2 separate regions of the Rattus norvegicus genome follow, and region 1 is linked to region 2. A link is a contact called in public Hi-C data. All regions are on one chromosome and are shown on one strand. The core of a region is the stretch at or near the end of the contact, and the rest is flanking DNA. Distances in the headings are between cores, read along the strand shown. Region 1 overlaps Fbn1 (fibrillin 1). Region 2 has its middle 17 kb from the start of Dut.

What was found. Hi-C and Micro-C count contacts between places; a contact is called where the count stands out from the background.
Region 1: a contact with region 2 is called in a Hi-C map of the A7r5 cell line, with 4 times the contacts expected there. The contact joins two enhancer-like sites. A contact is called at or near these places in 5 of 12 Hi-C or Micro-C datasets (the A7r5 cell line, the Rat2 cell line, frontal cortex and 2 more).

Annotation. Positions count from the first base shown.
Region 1 is chr3:133,009,011-133,013,508 of GRCr8, forward strand. It overlaps Fbn1 (fibrillin 1), which reads right to left. Exons shown (of 65, transcript NM_031825.2): 63 at 4,248-4,479; 64 at 1,174-1,348; 65 at 1-63. Among named protein-coding and RNA genes, the nearest start is that of Dut, 58 kb to the left of the region's middle. Within about 2 kb of position 1,256, at least 8 of the 93 cell types and tissues checked have an H3K27ac peak or open chromatin away from gene starts, as enhancers often do.
Region 2 is chr3:132,967,280-132,972,160 of GRCr8, forward strand. No RefSeq gene overlaps it. Among named protein-coding and RNA genes, the nearest start is that of Dut, 17 kb to the left of the region's middle. Within about 2 kb of position 2,107, at least 7 of the 93 cell types and tissues checked have an H3K27ac peak or open chromatin away from gene starts, as enhancers often do.

The sequences.
Region 1 (4,498 bases), core at 6-2,505, 41 kb after region 2:
GCTAGCTGGCTTCTCCACATCCCAGCTCGCGAGGCTCACGTTGGCTTCCATTTCAGACCCATCCTGGAAAGACACATGGTGATGGGTTAACTCCAATTAAATATGTCCTTCAGTTCTCACACTAAAGAAAAAGCCATTCAACTCTCAAGTCAAATACAGTTCTCTGCTTGTGCGGTAGGGTAAGCTGAAAAGGCACACTCATAGGCACTTTGTTTAAGTCACAAACGTAGTCTCGAAAAATTAAGCCAGGTTGAAATCATGTCTCTCAGTAGGTCTCGAAGTGTGGTTGGTCCCTGAACCAGCGGCCTTAGCATGTCTGGAAACCATTAGACATGCCAATCCTTAGCACCTCCCAGACCCGTTGAATTAGAATTCCTGGGGCTTTTCCCAGCACTCCATTCTAACAAGCCTACCAGGTGACTCAAGCACAGTGATGTTGTTTTAAAAGCTTGCTTCATAGTTTGTTTTCTTTTTAAAGACTTATCTCATTTCCCAAACCACAGCAGGTGGGTAGCAAGACAAGTACTCAGGACACGTCTGTTTCAATTTCTCTCACTGACAGGAAACTAACTCTTTTAAAGGACACACCTATGAACCTACTTCCTGGCCGTGATGAGCTGTTAACGTTTGGTGCTTTTCCCTTAGCTTTCTGCTCGCCTCTTTGGGACCACATGGACTAGAATGCTCCCAGCCTGGAGCCAGAGATCCGGTGAATGAGTGCATTCCTGACTTTGCATCGCATCATATGTTCCTGCTCACCAGTCGAGTCCTCTCCCACCCCCACTCCTTATGGCTAGTTTCCATGGAAGAGCCCTTTCTACACCTTGGTTTCCCTGTGGGGAGTTCCATGTGTGCATGCCATTCTGCCCACTTGCTATGCTTGACTACAGACCTTGTCCTGTCTGCAGACACTGGGTAGGCGTTTGACTTTCTTCTTGGTGAGACGGAGGAAATGAGCAAGTGTGTGAGATCTGTCAAACGGCCACTCCCAAGCGGCAGCCAAAATAAATAAATAAAGCAAACCCCCAAACCCCATGGCCTCTTGCAGAGTATGGCTAGAGCCAGGAGAATGACTGGACTCTCCGTCTGGGGAGACTTCGCTCTTTGAGGTGTCCTTGTAGGGAACCATAGGAACCCTCACATATCTGCAGGCAAGGAGAGACCCTGACGTACCTGGATGTCAGAGGCATCTGTTTCATTCGTGCTTCTCCGTTTCCTGCCTCGTTTTGGGTAGCCATTGATCTTACACTCATAGCAGGCCTCTGGGGACAGTGAGTTGTCATCCATCTCGCCACTGGCAGGTGGCTCTGGGCCACCTCGGCCCATGCCCATTCCAGAAACACAATGCCTACCGAGGAAAGGAGCACAAGGCAATTTCTGTCAGATCCAGCAGCACCGATGTTCAGTCTCCCTGCTGATGACAGACTGTCCACTGGACAGTATTGGCTTCTAAACATCATACCAATGCCTGGGTGTTTAGCTCCTAATTCCAGTGCCCTGAGTACAGAGCTCTTTCTCTCAAGACACTGGTTTGCCTACTTCTTTGTCCCTTCATTTCCCAGCCAAATGTCTGCAGTACTCATGCAGGGAGGGGACACACTGAAAACTGAAGATCAAGGGTGAGCGAGATCATGTGACTTAGCGGGCCACTGTTAACATAAAAGAGAAGCAAACATGTCCCGTGGGAGTACAGAAGGCCCCCTGCCAGCTGTACCTCTAGGAGATAGTGGTGAGTGGGCAGGTGGGCCATATCTGGAACCTCTTTCCTGGACACCATATTTCTTCCTCCGCTGTGACCTTGATTTTTATGTTTTAAGTTTAAAGATCGGCAAACAGTATGTCAGATAGCATTATGGCATAGTTGGACACAGTATGTTTTGGTGGCCTTCTTTTTCTCATGTCTCCCACCTTCCTGATGCTTGCTATCTTTGCTCCCACCACCCCTCCACCCCAGTCTTTTCTGTTTTATATCCTGCGTTTTTATGTTTTGTGTCCATAGTCCAACCATTGCCTTCTCCATCACTTCTGCCCCCTGCTGGCTCAGTGTGGAGTGCTCTTCCCCAGGTCTTAATGGCTCACTTCTTATTCCAACACTACCATCATCCTTCCCTAATCCTTGTTCTCAGCGATCACTTCTATTTGACAGTTTACTCTTGCTGATGTAGGATGGGAAGTCCACACAGTGTCTGTGGGTTGATAGGAGTCCATGCTGTGAAGATGTCCAATATACTCTTATATACAGCATGGACCAGAGCAGAGTTTGCCCAACTGTGGGAAACAGTTTAACTTCGAGTCATTTCAAACCACTAAGGCCATTGGGGTTGATTCATCTGAAGGCGGATAAACAAACCCATGCCCTAGGGAGATCTAATCCTTGTTCCTTTGCTTTTCAGTTGTGGAAGCCAAGTTATGGCGTGAGCCCCACACAGTATCTGATTTGTTTTTGTCAGACTCCCTTACTAAATGTGTTGGGAACCTAGAGATTATCCTAAAAGAACCCTTACTTGGGGGGTAAAGTCCACCCAAATGATATCACAGGGAAGCCAAAGCTGTTATAAAAGGGTGGATTTCTACCACAAAATGTGCACCAAAGCCTACTAACCCGCTTCTCTACAATAGCTGACTTGTTCTCCACAGCTCATTCATTTGTTTGTCCATAGGATTCAAAATACAACACCAAGACAGATTATCTCTTGGTTCCCACTACACTTTAGAGCTTCTTTCTGGTTCCTGGGGTCTTCTGAGTGCATGCATTTGTTCCCCTCTTTGCCTAGCAGCATGGAGCATGGATGGACAAGGGAATGGGTGGAGGGGATGCCTATATGTGCATCCATGTACGATGGCTTCAGGAAGCAAGCCCAGATCTACAGGCTTGGCTTCTTTCTCAGAACTTTTCTCCAGTATTTTCTTGTCCCAGGAGCACCACTTATAAGAAATGTGGCTACAAAATCCCACTGGCAAAAAGCCAGTTTGGAGTGTCACAATTTTTTTTTTCTGGGAAAAATGGTTCTGGCATTGAACTGTAAAAAAATACTGAGTCAACTGAGAGCCAGACAGACATCTGGGAATTTGGGTCCTACTGCTGGCATTCCAAGAGCTTCCCACAAAGAATTCTTCTACCTTGAAGTTAATGCAGACTGGAATAAGTCCCTGAAAGCCAGTGTGTCAGAGACTCCAGGACTACTGAGTTCATATTTGGGATAAGTGTGTATGTGATTGTGTGTGTGTGTGTGTGTGTGTGTGTGTGTGTGTGTGTGTGATGGGCAGGGACAGAGAGAAACAAATACGCAGATAGAGTTCTAAATTAAGAACTAGGCCAGAAGTAGTGGTGGCACATGCTTTAATCCCAGCACTCAGGAGGCAGAAGCAGACAGATCTCTGTAAATTCAAGGCCAGCCAGAATTTGAGTCCAGGACAGCCAGGTCTCTGTTACACAGAGAAACCCTATCTCAAAACAAAAACAAGAACAAAGATTCATAAACTACATGTACATTCAAGTCATTAAGGAAGAACTCAACTTTAACACCTTCTAAAATTTTAAGCCATTGATAAACAGTGTTTCTTCTCTGCCCCAACTGTCATAAACACATTCATATTCACATCATTCACAAGTTTTTCTACTTGGGAAATACAGTTAATTATTCAACTCATTTAATGTGCTTTTTCAAAATAATTTCTAATGTAAACTCAAGAGCGAAGGCTAAAAGATGCCTTAAAGACAGTAAGAAACATCCAGCCAAAGTTATCCATAACCTGATGGGAGCTAGGAAAGAGGGAGCCTGGCACGCTCAGCTGTGTGAGTGCGCCCAGTTCTGCATGGGCTGATCCAGAGGAGTCTTCTTGGAGAAACCAATTACCTCTCAGCAAGATGTGAAGAACATGACAGAAGCTGTACACTGAAATATGAATCACGTGGCTGCATTGTATTGTCGGGTGTTCTATGAGTTTCTAGAAATCTGGATGCCCCTTTACAGATGCTCCTCTCAAACCTTTTCAAAACTAACTGGAATGAACCTGAAGCATATATAGTACAGGTCTCTAGTAGGATATCTATCTATCTATCTATCTATCTATCTATCTATCTATCTATCTATCTATCTATCTACAGATACAGATATGCCTCTGCCTTTGGAGTGGTACTGGGATCACACACATGTGCACACGTGCACACACACACACACACACACATGATGCACATGTGAATATTTACATAGTCATTAACTGAGGGCAGGGATAGTAACACTTACCCTTGGCCTATCCGGAGGTATCCTGGAGGACAGCCACATAGGTAGCCACCCTCAGTATTAGAGCAACCATAACTGCAGGGGGCCTGGGATGAGCCACACTCGTTGATATCTTGGCAGCCTCCACTGAACTGTTCGTACTGGAAGCCAGCAGGACACATGCACTTGTAACTCCCCAGGGTGTTGTGGCAGGAGGCTCCCCCACAGACATGTGCACTCAGGCACTCGTTTTCGTCTGCAGAGAAAACAAGACC
Region 2 (4,881 bases), core at 857-3,356:
TGGGTGCACGGAGCTCTTGGAATCTGAACAGTGAGAAGTTTGTTTTCTTGAAAAGCCCAGTCGTGTTGTGTGACTGTTTTTGTTTTAATCCCAGGTGTGGGATTTGAGCCTGCTACAGATCATCCACAGCCACTCACTATGACTTGTGCTGTAGGTAGGGTATGATTTTTGACAGGTGCAGATAGATACATTTGGAATTAAGGGGAATCTTGAGAGGGTATAAATTTGCTGCTGCTGCTGTTGCTGCTGCTGCTGCTGACGATGATGATGATGGGATGACAATGATGATGACTCCTGCTGCTGCTGCTGACGATGACGATGATGATGATGATGATGATGATGATGATGGGGTGACGATGATGATGACTCCTGCTGCTGCTGCTGACGATGATGATGGGATGACAATGATGATGACTCCTGCTGCTGCTGCTGACAATGATGATGATGATGGGGTGACGATGATGATGACTCCTGCTGCTGCTGCTGACGATGATGATGGGATGATAATGATGATTCCTGCCGCTGCTGCTTCCTTTTGCTGCTGGTCACTGCAGTTCCATTTGTGGTTTTGCTACTGCTGCATTCTGTTTGCTGCTTTGCTGGTTTGCAGGTTGGAGATATCCTGACTCCGAAGATTGGACTTGCCCCTAGTAACTTGCTGCTCCTAGCCAGCAGGAAGTAGTCTAAAGAGATGCGCACCCCCTTTCCCTGCTAACCTTTCTCTCCTACCTAGTGTTGGGATTGGGAAGGGATAAGGGTGGCAAAAGGTGGTAGATATAAGAACCCAATAAAGTAGCCAAAAAGTAGGGTTACAGTGAGTGGGAAGGTAGGGAGAGGAAGGAGTTTTGTGGGGAGTTTCAGGAGTGCCTATACCCTGTGTGAGTTTGAGTTTGCAGGTTATCAAAAAAAAAAAAAAAAAAAAAAAAAGATTCCTGAAGACTTGGGGACAGCTGGCACTTAGGTTACAGCTGAACATTTTCTTGGAAGAAAATACTAAATTTAAACACCATCTTTCAAACTTTTAGTGACTGATTTCCTTTTCTGGCCTTTCTACAAATTCAGTGTGTGCACCCACGAGGACACTTCTGAAGCATGAAGGGAGCTAAAGGGAGCAGGGTTCAGCTTTCCCAGTCCTAATTAAAATCCCAGTGGACTCTGCTGATCTCTTAGGAAACCAGCAAAGGTACCCACCAGCGTAGGAAGCCGACAGGATTCCCTGCATTTGCACTAGTGCAAGTGTATTCTTTTTTTTTTTTTCCGGAGCTGGGGACCGAACCCAGGGCCTTGCGCTTGCTAGGCAAGCGCTCTACCACTGAGCCAAATCCCCAACCGTGCAAGTGTATTCTTAATGCATGTCACCTGGGGTCTGTGGCTGGCTACCTACTGTCTTCACACCCACCTACCTGGCTGCGGGGCACCCTCAGCCGCCCCAGTGCCCAATAGCATTGCTTGCTTTATCTCCTTGTTCATATTCTTTGAGAAGAACAATGTTTTCTGTAAGGAAAGAAAAGGACAGTTTGCCGTTCTTATTGGATAGTCTTTTATCAAATGTTTTTTTCCATCTTAAGAAGATTAAAAAACTATTTGAGAAGCAAAAAATTTAAATATTTATAAAACACGATATTGAAACTGTCATCCAGAGAAGCGGTTCTCAACCTGTGGGATGTGACCCCTCGGGGAGTTGAATGACCCCATCATGAGTTGCATATCAGACATCCTGCATGTCAGATATTTACTTTTTGATTCGTAACAGTAGCAAAAATACAGTTAGGAAGTAGCAACAAAATAATTTTATAGCTGGAGGTCACCACAAATTGAGGAACTGTATTAAAGGCTTTAGGAAGGTTGAGAACCACTGATCCGGAGGCTTTAACCCAGATGCCCACTAGATGTCACTTTTTGTTTGCTTTTTTAGTTTTAAAAATGGCAAAAAAAAAAAAAAAAAAAAAAAAAAAAAAGTAAATTAAAAAAAGACCAAGATTCTGCAATTATAATTGAAGACTCCCAGTGGACCCAAAGCCTGGCAGGAGATGGGATGTAGCGACGTTTGAGAGCAAATGGGCAGGAGTCGTTTGAAGAGTGAGATTGTGTCCTTAAAGAAGGTTTGGCTGGTTGTGGACTTTGTCTAATCGCTCCTGGCATTCAGGAGGCCTGAGAAGACAGCGGCTCTGCCCTCCTGCTGTGCTGAAACAAAACGGAAAACTGTGCCAAGGGCCTAGGATTTTTCCTCCATTTTCTCTATTCTCCCCCTCCCCCATTTTAAGGAGAATGTGGCTTCTTCGAGAATCACCCATTAATGAAATCATTTGAAACGTTTTCAGATCTAGTCTGCGTTTGAATTTTCTATCCACAAATTAAAACTGCCTGATCTGCGTGAAAAGCATGCAGCACGAATAAGAAGACTTCTAGACGTTTCCCAGGAGTTATCTGAGGTTATCCACTTCTTGTATTTGCCAAAAAATCTAATAAGTGGCTTCAGTGGAGGCCGTGTACCCAGTGGTTTTGCTTTGTGCAACAGCTGTTTGTTTATTTGTTTTGAGCTGTCTTTGTTATTTTGGCTTCACGATGGTCAAATGAGTCTCAGTATTAAGTAAACTTCCCTGACCTGCCTATTTCCCGTCCCATCAAGCCTCCCCTTGTAAGAATAACAGTGTTCTTTTATTTGGTAGTGTGCAGCGTGATGTTTTTGGCATACCCAAAGTTTTTGACTTGCAAAACTGTGTGACCTCGAATGTGAGAGAGCTGAATGCTTTCTTCAGTACCTCATAGGGTTCCAATCTTCAAACGTGTCCTGGTGCAGATGTGTCAGAGCTGGGAAAGAATTATCAGCCTGTTTTATCATCACAAACAACAAATCGGAATAATTTTCAGTAAGTTCCTGAAAGGATTAAGCCCTGAGCCCTTGGTTTGCTGCTGCCACACTCTCCCCTCTGTACTAAATGTGGCACTTTTGTTTGTGGACATTTTATTCAGATCTTCAAAACATATTGTTTTCAAACCAGTAGCCATGTCGGGGGCTGAGGTCGATTTGCTACTCCAATCAAAGCAGGGAAACAATCTTTACTGTGTGCTCTTGCATACCCAGCTCTGGTCTGCTGTCTGGTGGGTTCTGTAAGCCCATCACACCCACCGTCTCCATCAAAAGTCGACTCCATTTAAAGTGCACTTGGCCTCTCTATCTCTTGGGTTATCTTTTCTTTTCAACCATGTGAACATCGTGGCAGTAAGCATGTGGTGGACATCTGCATCTCATGAGTGATGGCTGCTTAATCGTTCAGTTCCAAATGTTGGGAATTACATCCTGAAGAGAACAGACGGGGACAACTCAAAGGTGTCAAGGAATACAACCTCACACTCACACCTATGCCGTCTGGTAGTGTTCTCAAGGTCTCTGCAGACAGAAATCTAAATAACAGAAACCGGTGGAGCTTGGTGGTGAGAAAGGAACCTACCAGCAGTCCTTAAGCCTAGAAATAGCCCCAGAAGAGGCAGGGGGATCTCTGTGAGTTCAAGGCTACCCTGCTCTACAGCGTGAGCTCCAGGACAGCCAGGGCTACACCGAGAAACCTTATAAAAACAAAGAGCTGGTGATCAGATGGTGTCACAGACAGCAAGCCTTGAGGGCTATGTGGCAGCCATCCTTCTAACTAAACTCCAGCAACATGTTAGACTCAGTTTTCTCGTTAAAACTTCCTAGACTGTCCCTGGTCACCAGGTATGGAGATTTGAACTGTATTACCAGGATTTACTTCATTTGTACCAAGCACACACCCTTCCCACAGCAGAGGGGAAGCCCAGCTGAGCTGCCCCTTTCGTGAGAAACATGAAGTGTGCTAATGCGTAGTTGCTGTCTTTTTATATAGAGTTATAATTAATAAAACACAAATTACGTTTTAAAGTAAAAGCCAACATACATTTAAAAAAATATAGCTTTCAAGTGAAAAATTGTGAAAAGCCACTGTACTATGTGTCAGCTGCTAGCAGCCTGGGCTTTGTTGGAGAGTGCTAATGCTGGCCAGGTCTGAGAGTCTTCTGCCTGTATTTGAATCCTGACCTTCACTAGTTGCAGACTTTGTTAAGCTAATTAACCTTCTGCTTTCAGTGTGCTGTTTCTACAAAAAACGAAGGGAATCATACTGCTTATAACAGTATCTTTTAAAGCACAAATAAGTTAAATTTCAAAATGCTCAGCCAGGGCCTCCCCGCCCCCAGGAAGTGCTTGATAGAATCTACTGTTCTTATCACTGCTATGAAGTTATTCAGGTAAGTCCTTGCAAATCTTGTCGTATTGGAATTAATTGTGTCTGTTATGTATTCTAATGAGAACTTAGGAAAGAATTGAGGGTTTGAAGTCCAACTTCCCCTATCTCTGAAGGATCGTTAAGTTGTGTCATGATCAGCTTTACCACCTTAATGCAAATGTAGGACTCGATGAGATTTTTGTTATAAATCCTCCATATTTGTATTGGGGTAGAATATATTTTTAAGTTGCTTTAAAACATTTTCACTCTACATGGATTTTTATATTTATTTATATTTATTTTATATGATGAGTGTTTTGCCTTCGTGTGTGTGTGTGTGTGTGTGTGTGTGTGTGTGTGTGTGTGTGTGTACCATGTTCCCACCTGATGCCTGGGAGGTCAGAGAAAAAGGCATCGGTTGACCTGGAAGTGGAATTATAGATGTTTGTGAGTTCTCATGTAGGTACTGGGAATCGAACCTGCGCTCTAGAAGGACAAAGGTGTTTAACGGCTGAGCCCTTTGTTTTAGTAATTAAATATTAGCCCTCATAAGAGGGAATAGGAAGAATGCTGACCAATATGATATATCTATTCACTTGCTACTTGTTCTCTATGTTTAAAGCATCCGTGTATGTGTCCA